Regions from separate parts of the Mus musculus genome. Here region 1 is linked to region 2. Evidence: chromatin contacts called from public HiChIP or PLAC-seq data. All regions are on one chromosome and are shown on one strand. Each heading gives the region's core, a stretch centred on a gene start, on an enhancer-like site or on the middle of the called end of the contact. The rest is flanking DNA. Distances are from core to core; before and after follow the strand shown. Region 1 overlaps Ep400 (E1A binding protein p400). Region 2 holds the start of P2rx2 (purinergic receptor P2X, ligand-gated ion channel, 2).

Evidence for each region. HiChIP or PLAC-seq counts read pairs in DNA pulled down with a chosen protein or histone mark.
Region 1: a contact with region 2 is called in an HNF4G HiChIP or PLAC-seq map of pancreatic cancer cells. The contact joins the enhancer-like site here to the promoter of P2rx2 in region 2. A contact is called at or near these places in 15 of 39 promoter capture datasets (the 3T3-L1 cell line, the C10 cell line, the HPC-7 cell line and 9 more), 2 of 484 Hi-C or Micro-C datasets (the G1E-ER4 cell line and embryonic stem cells), 6 of 115 datasets of contacts at active chromatin or transcription factors (effector CD8 T cells, embryonic limb bud, embryonic stem cells and 2 more) and 2 of 9 other capture datasets (adipose tissue and embryonic stem cells).

The regions. Positions count from the first base shown.
Region 1 is chr5:110,704,488-110,708,575 of GRCm38.p6, reverse strand. It overlaps Ep400 (E1A binding protein p400), which reads left to right. Exons shown (of 52, transcript NM_029337.2): 18 at 239-413; 19 at 511-647; 20 at 3,508-3,694. Among named protein-coding and RNA genes, the nearest start is that of Gm22716, 29 kb to the right of the region's middle. Within about 2 kb of position 2,040, at least 5 of the 459 cell types and tissues checked have an H3K27ac peak or open chromatin away from gene starts, as enhancers often do. A contact at or near this core is called in pancreatic cancer cells, where this site is marked.
Region 2 is chr5:110,340,548-110,345,111 of GRCm38.p6, reverse strand. P2rx2 (purinergic receptor P2X, ligand-gated ion channel, 2) reads left to right here and starts at 2,077. Exons shown (of 11, transcript NM_153400.4): 1 at 2,077-2,332; 2 at 2,477-2,612; 3 at 2,708-2,779; 4 at 2,859-2,934; 5 at 3,011-3,107; 6 at 3,258-3,338; 7 at 3,423-3,561; 8 at 3,881-4,011; 9 at 4,163-4,256; 10 at 4,379-4,444; 11 at 4,530-4,564. The coding sequence starts at 2,157. Lrcol1 (leucine rich colipase-like 1) reads right to left here and starts at 382. Exons shown (of 6, transcript NM_001310709.1): 1 at 283-382.

The DNA.
Region 1 (4,088 bases), core at 791-3,290, 360 kb before region 2:
TGTAGTCTTGGTTATACGGGAGCTTTCTATGTAGACCAGACTGGCCTTGAATGTAAAGGTCTGCCTGCCTCTGACTCAGTTTCCTCTTCCCCAAGTGCTGTGTGTGCCACTGTGCCCGTCCGTTCCCTGAAGGCATATGTAGAGTTTCTGTCTCCACTTTTCTCATACATTGCTGTAGAAAAGTTATGCAGCCTACTTATGTTTTCAAAGTTCCAACATTGCCCCATTTTGTTTATAGCCAGCAGCGCCTGCTTCTGATCGATGTTCCTCTGCACAACACTTTCCTGGAGCTCTGGACCATGGTGCACTTCCTCATTCCTGGGATCTCCAGGCCTTATCTGAGCTTTCCTCTGAAAGCCCCCAATGAGGAAAACCAGGATTACTATCACAAAATGGTCATAAGGTTACACAGGGTATGTTTGCTTCTGTGACTACAGCTGACTCATTTAAAGTTTATCTGCCCTCTGCTAAGTACACCATGGCGAGAAAAATGGTTATTATTTTCTCCAGGTCACACAGCCATTTATTTTGAGGAGAACCAAGAGAGATGTGGAGAAACAGCTAACCAGGAAATATGAGCATGTTCTGAAGTGCCGCCTTTCCAGTCGTCAGAAGGCCTTATATGAGGATGTCATCCTACAGCCTAGGTAAGTGCTGGTTTGCCTACCTGACCAATGAGAAGCCGATGCACCCTGTTGCCTCAGTAAGTGAGCCTATGAGTGAGGCAACCAGGAACTCTGAAGGCTCCAGAAAACCCTCTCTTCCCTTTCTCTTACTCGGGTATTATATATGCTTAATCTACACACCTGCCATTGTAGCTTGATATCTATTCCACTGCGTGCTGCTCCTGCTTGTGTTAGCCTGTTGTCTTAGGGTTCCATTCCTGTGACTGGACACCATGACCAAGGCAACTCTTATAAAGGACATTTAATTGCGGCTGGCTTACAGTTTCAGAGGTTCAGTCCATTATCATCATGGCAGGAAGCGTGACAGCATGCAGGCAGACAGTGGTGCTGGAGGAGCTCTACATCTTGATCAGAAGGCAGCCAGGAGAAGACTATCATCTGCAGATAGGAAGGTCTCTCTTCTGCACTGGGTGGAGCTTGAGCATAGGAACCCTGCCACACACTGTGGCACACTTCCTCCAACAAGGCCACACCTCCTAATATTGCCGCTTCCTGGAGGCTAAGCATATTTGAACCATCATATCTGGGTAGTTAATATGGATGCAGACGATTGACCAGCTTACTCTTTGAAAGTAGCCATTACTCCACCTGGTCAGTATGGTCTTTCTGGAAGGAAGCCAGTGGGGCATATTAACCATGCCATGTTATATCATCCTATGACCTAAACAGTTCACCCCCCAACTCTTGCCTGTCATTTAGTCTAGAGTAGGAGCAGTGAATGCACCTTCACAGCATTTACTGTGTTCAATCAACCTCCATATACACAAGCAGAAAATATTCGGCCATGTTGCTGTAGCACTGGTTTCTGTCAAATATTTCAGCAAAATGTTGACATTTTCTTTTGTTGACCTTAGTGATGTGCTAGTTCTAGTTAGAAGTAATTTTGTGAGAAAGGAGTTGGAGCTTCCATGTAGGTCAAATGCCACCACCAGCAGATAAAGGAAAAACCCTTCAGTTACCCTTAAATTCCTTAGTATATTGTCTTAGTTAGGCTTTTATTGCTATGAAGAGACACTGTGATCTAAGTAACTCATAAAGGCAAACATTTAATTGGGGCGTAAGTTTCAGAGGTTTAGTCTATTATCATCATGGAGGGAAGCATGGCAGTGTGCACAAAGGCCAGGACTTTTGCGTCTTAATCCGAAGGCAGCCAGGTGGAAACTCTAGTTCTGTCTGGGTGGAGCTTGAGCATAGGAGACCTTAATGCCTGCCTACACAGTGAGGCACTTCCTCCAACAAGGTCACATCTACTCCAAAAAAGCCACATCTCCTAATAGCACCACTCCCTATGACCAGGCATTGACTCTGTGGTGGCCGAACCCATTCAAACCACCACAGTTGTCCTTTAAGCAGGAGCTCTGACAAGTCATTGTTTAGGGAATGGAACTTGTTCATCTGTGACTATGCCAGTGCCACAGAGTAGTGAGGTACTTGTGCTTGGAAGTGATGTCATATGTTGTGGAGATGTGAGAGGTCATGACTTTGGATCCGGCACACCTTGTCTTAATGATCTTTGTTGGTTCTGTGATTCCTGCTCTGAGTAGAATGGCAGTGAGACCTTTTCATGTTTTTTTTCCCCCTTTTCTCTGAGCCACAATTCAAGAGCTAATGTGTTATGACTTTGTGCACCTTGGCCCCATTTTTGCACTTGGGAACCAGGTTTCTGGACACCATTTATAAACCTGATTTATAAACCTCATTTCTACATTGCACTCTCCAGATGCATAGGAATACTAATTATGGCTCTCAGGGGGAGGTTACTTTCTGTTCCCACCTGCTTCCACTTGCACCCCCTTCACCTCCACCCTTTCTTTGGAAATGTCCATTATTCTTAGACTCAGGGAAGTAAATCTTAGTTTTAGCCCACTCAAAGCCAAACATGGTAACTTTAAAAATATCTGTTGTCTAAGTTCGATTCCATGTCTATTCTCTTAAGCTAGATGGATAGCGTCTTACTTAGTTCTTGTGCTCTGCCCTGATCAGGGAACCTTATCACAGGGCTAAGAGCTGGCTGTGTTTGGCTTTCCTGTTATCCAAGCTAGGTTTCCTGTGGCATCCCCTCCTGGCAGTGCTTCTCAGTATCCCCCCTTTCTCTGTTACATACCTGAGTTGTCCCTGGCATAACTAAGCTGGCGTTTCCCACAAGGATCTCAGGCTTCCTGAGCCTGGTTCTTTATAGGCAGCCTCTAGATCAGTTGTTTGGGTTTAGAACCTGTAGTCATTTCACCATGACTCTCAAGTGCTCCTGATATCAGTCTTCACTACCTGCCTTAGGGTGCTGGACATGCCTTGCTGTGGTCTGCTTTCTCACTCAAGATCTCTACTCCATACTGCAGCTTCCTGAGCCTGGTGTGCCTTGTGGGTCTCTGTCAGATATTGCAGCAGGGTCTGGCCTGTGGCCTACTTGGCATCTCATCTACCACTGTGCACTTTCCTTATGGGATCAGGGGGTGTGCTTTCTGGTATGCTCTTGTCCCACTTTCTGGGACTAGATTCCTTTCACACACTTTGGATGCTTCTATTTGTCTGTTAGGGCACTTTATCCTGATGTTTCTGAAACATGGTCCTTTTATAAAAGGAACAACCCTGCCTCTTGAGAAGGTGTAGCACCCGAGATTTGGTCTATACCCAAATCTGGCTCTCTGGAGTGACTCAGTAAAATCTGTTAGACTTGAATGTTAATAATAAATTTACAAATACAAATTTGTGAACCCAGTCTTGGGACATGTCGCTAGTTTTGGTGTTTTTGGAGATGAGGAAAGTCATGGTGAGGCTGCATGATGAACACACACTGAACTTTCTGCTGCTTCTTCATGAGCAGGACTCAGGAAGCTCTGAAGAGTGGACATTTTGTCAGTGTCTTGAGTGTTCTGACACGGCTACAGCGAATCTGCAACCATCCTGGACTAGTAGAGCCACGGGTACCAGGCTCCTCCTTTGCAGCAGGCTCTCTGCAGTATAAGTCAGCCTCTCTAATTCTCAGAGTTCTGGAGAGAGAGTTCTGGAAGGTAAGTAGAAGATTTAGAAAGATAGTTTAGAATTTCTAGTACTGTTTAGATACAATCCACATAGTTGTGTGGATCTTTTCCCAATCCCTCTTTCTAGCTTAGTAGTTCTCAACCTTCCTAATGCTACGGCTCTTTAGTAAACTTCCTCATTGCCGTGGTGATCCCAACTATAAAATTGTTTTTGTTACTATTTCATAACTGTAGTTTTGGTACTATAATATAGTCATAATATAAATATCTGTTTTCCAATGGTCTTAGGCAACCCCTGTGAAAGGGTCATTTGGTGTCCCCTGCTCCTTCCAAGGGGTTGCAGCACACAGATTAAGAACTGCTGCTCTAGCTCTTCCTGTCGAGTCACTGTATCTGTGGACCTCCCTGTTTTGGGCAGCTCACA
Region 2 (4,564 bases), core at 828-3,327:
GGAGGGCTATTGAGATCAGGCTACACCCTTCTCTAAGTTATTTCATATTGTACAAAGCAGGAGTTTTCCAGGGTGTGCACCGTCTCAGAAGAAGCCATTTTACAATGAACTTTTCACTCTGTTTTGAGGGGAAAGAGGGATGATTGCAACCGCTGGGTAGACCCAGAAACTAGACTATCTTTCTCCTGTTTCCTGCCAGGTACCACAGGACAGGAACAATCTGAGTTATTCCTGGGAGTAGAAAGGTAGTTTTTGGAACTGCTGAGTTCCCAGTGGCCCTACCTCCTTGCCTCAGGTCCACTTGCTCCTCTGTGCAGCGAGAGCAGCCAAACTGCAGTTTCCAAGCAGACGTCAGCCTTGAAGTAGAGGGTTACAGGTTAGCCAAGGGTACTTGGCCTCAAGTCTCTGAGCAGTAACTCAACTCCACTCCACTTCCTGCCCCGCCCTCTGCACAGAATGTAGAGATTCCGTGGACATGGCCTCCCACCATACTTTACCTGCTTTCCTGCTTTTTGCTTCTGTTCCAAATCAAGACCAGCTACCAATAGCCAAACAAACCCCTACCCAGCAGTGTAGGACACCCACTCTTTGTGCCCCCTCCCCACTGTCCTCCCCACCCCCCACCCCGCCCTAGGACCACAACTCCTTAGGCACCCAGAGTTCCCTTTCTCCACTCCTAAGTCAGGTGCTCATGTCTGGTGCTGACTCTGCCCCCTGATAATAGTCTCAGTTTGTTCTCATTTATCAATCCTTCTGTCTGTTCTATAGTGTGTGGGCTGTTCGTTCACTTGAGATTTTTGCCCCTGGGTGGGGGGCGTGGAGACTTAACCCAGGGCCTCACAAGTACTAGACAAGTGTTCCACCACCTAGCTCCAGCAGCTCTCCTTGTTAGCTCTTTAATGATTGACTAGGACTGACTACTTACAATCCTCCTGTCTCCACCTCTCAAGTGGTGGGATTACTGGTTTTGTATAAGCATGCTCAGCCTCAGGCAAATTAAAGCAGGACTTTTCTAAGAAAGAAGGACTCACAAAGAATGGCACCAGGATCCATGAAGGTCCTTGGTGGAAAACAGGAAGGATGTGATCAGCTTGGTGATTTCGGGTGGGGAGGTCCTGTCTGGAAGGGATCTGGACAACTGGCGTCTGAGATGGGCCAAGACCCAGTCTTTTGTTACAAAATATTCCCTAAAATTATGCATTCAGTTGTTCTAAATTAGATTGCCGTTGCTCCCTAGGCACTGGTCAGATTTAATCAAACAGTTCAAATATGCAATTTAGCTGTACTATTAGCAACAGCAAAGAGATGTCCAGGTTTGCCAAGGATGGATTTGCTCTGGTCTTACTTTGAAGTATTAGCAAAGATGTGGGTGGATCTTGAAAACACGATAAAGCCAGACGTAGGTATCGTATTTCAAATAAAAACCTTTTTGAGACATGAAGACTACTGTGGGAACAGGAATGGCGGCTTTATGGACAGGGGTTTGTTCTGAGGTGGGAGAACGGGTTTTGTGTTGTCCAATGAAGGGGACTGCACAACGTACAGCAGCATGTACTACACTCATTGGGTTGTTCATACGCTAAATGCATTTTATTTCCATAAAAGACAGCTTAAAATCATCTCGCTGAGACATATTAAGATGTTTGGTATTTGCTTCAAATAACCTGGGCGCAGGAGAGACCTGATCAGTTACCAGCAAACAATTTCGGTTTGCAAGGGGTGTGGGGGGGTTGGAGGGGGAAGCGGAATTAACATCCCAATGCTGGGCAGTTCCTTGGAGAAATGAGGGTTGGGGCTGCGCCCTTGTGTGTCTGCTATGAGAAACCTGGGGTGCCTGCCGTCAGCCCCTGATCCTCTGAGTGATGAGGAAAGCGCCCAGTGTGGAGCTTCTCTTGGGCTCCTCCCGGGGCTCTCCGGGCTGGCCTGGCCTCTCCGCTCTTCTTGTCACCAAACTGGAGTTGTGATCCACCAACTGCACCACCAGGCTGCACTCTGAGCCGCACCCCGCCGCACCTGCAGTCTTCAGTAAGACTGGAAAGGGACTAGATTGCTACTGTCACAAAGGGCGGGGAGCGAGGCCACACCCCCAGCCTGCCCACGAGAGGCCGAGAGTGTGAGGCGCTCCAGCAGCTCTTGTGGACCGAGCTCCTTGGGCCATGGCCGCTGCACAGCCCCGGCTTCCCGCGGGGGCGGCCATGGTCCGGCGCTTGGCCCGGGGCTGCTGGTCCGCGTTCTGGGACTACGAGACGCCCAAGGTGATCGTGGTGCGGAATCGGCGCCTGGGATTCGTGCACCGCATGGTGCAGCTGCTCATTCTGCTTTACTTCGTGTGGTGCGCCGGCCGGGGCACAGTGGGCAATCGGGCGGGAGGGGATACTCAGCCCTGGGCTTGTGCGGGCGCCCTTAGGGCTTTAGGAGAGGGATATCCTGGTCTCTCCAGGGTTGCCTCCGGAGCCGGCACCGCCCTATCCCACAGGTACGTCTTCATCGTGCAGAAAAGCTACCAGGATAGCGAAACCGGTCCGGAGAGCTCCATCATCACCAAAGTCAAGGGGATCACCATGTCGGAACACAAAGTGTGGGACGTGGAGGAATACGTAAAGCCCCCGGAGGTGCGGCGCTTCCTGCCCCAGGCCCGATGCTCCTCCGCGGTGTGACCCGTCTGAGTGAGCTGACAGGCCCACCGCGCCTTTATTTCTGCACCCAGGGGGGCAGTGTAGTCAGCATCATCACCAGGATCGAGGTTACTCCTTCCCAGACCCTGGGAACATGCCCAGAGGTGAGGCCGGTCAAGGGTGGTCTGGGAAAACCTAGGCCAGTTGCAGAGTCTACCCTCTAACCTACAATCTCCACCCTAGAGCATGAGGGTTCACAGCTCTACCTGCCATTTAGATGACGACTGTGTGGCCGGACAGCTGGACATGCAGGGCAATGGTCAGTGTGCATCAGGGACAGTGGGGAAGGCAGGGTTAGCCTGACCTCAGTAGATTAACCAGTGTGTGTCCTGTAGGGATTCGGACAGGACGCTGTGTACCCTATTACCATGGGGACTCCAAGACCTGCGAGGTGTCAGCCTGGTGCCCGGTGGAGGATGGGACTTCTGAAAAGTATGCAGGATCTACAGACCCCATCGGCAGTCTCCTTTCTCCTTACTGATGAAGATCAGATTAACTGGGAGGAGGAGGGAGACCATGTCCTCCTTCCTGCCCTTGGGATTTGGGGGAAAGGAGACTAAACCACTGTCTGTAACTTTGCAGCCATTTTCTGGGTAAAATGGCCCCAAATTTCACCATCCTCATCAAGAACAGCATCCACTATCCCAAGTTCAAGTTCTCCAAGTGAGTCTGAGGAGTAATTGCAAATGCCCGACCAGTATGTAGGCATGTGCTGGGAGCAGGTGTTTGTTTTCTGCTTCTCCTTAGGGGCAACATTGCAAGCCAGAAGAGTGACTACCTGAAGCACTGCACGTTTGATCAGGACTCTGATCCATACTGTCCCATCTTCAGGCTGGGCTTCATTGTAGAGCAAGCAGGAGAGAACTTCACAGAACTGGCACACAAGGTAAGGATCAGAGGGCATGGGGACAGAGAAGCTGGGTGTCAGCATTTGCTGCCTAGGAAGGGTTTTACTGCATCTAGATGTACCTTCTTTGTCTTGGTTAGCTTTAGCTGTGTTTAGGCAGAGGGGAGAAATGTGATCACGGTCTGTGCAGGCACCCGCTCAATTATTGACACCTGGTCCCATGACTGGTGCTAGTACCTCACTGCCTCCAAAACCAGAAATGACTAGCTCTCTGGACCTTTGGCTCTGAGCTGAACCCTATTCCTTGAGGTTTTTCTGCTTTATGTTCTTCAGCCCTCCTTGGCTCACTTCTCTGCAGGGCGGTGTCATTGGGGTCATCATCAACTGGAACTGTGACCTGGACTTGTCTGAATCAGAGTGCAACCCCAAATATTCTTTCCGGAGGCTCGACCCCAAGTATGACCCTGCCTCTTCAGGCTACAACTTCAGGTACCTTGTTCTGGATCCATGACAGACAGTGGTGGCTGTGTTGACTATAGTCCCACCAGAAGAAGTCCTAAAGAGAGGAAGATGGGTGTGTTCGAGTGCCACAGTCCTCAGACTGACAGCTTTGACATTACTTTGGTTCCCTCGACCCTAGGTTTGCCAAATATTACAAGATAAACGGCACCACCACCACTCGAACTCTCATCAAAGCCTATGGGATTCGAATTGACGTTATTGTGCATGGACAGGTACGCACGGCTGAAGGGTTCCACCTAGGCCTGTGCTGGGCTAGCTCCATGCCCCTTATAGCATCCCATCCTCAAGCAGCCTGTGTTGAAGGTCTAACTAAATGCATGTCTGTTGTCTACAGGCAGGGAAATTCAGTCTCATTCCCACCATCATCAATCTGGCCACTGCTCTGACCTCCATCGGGGTGGTAAGAAATCCAGATCCCCTTAGGGGTCTGAGTCAGGTAGGGAGTGCTTGGTATGCCTTTACCCACTCGCACCTGCTGATTTCAGGGCTCCTTTCTGTGTGACTGGATTTTGTTAACGTT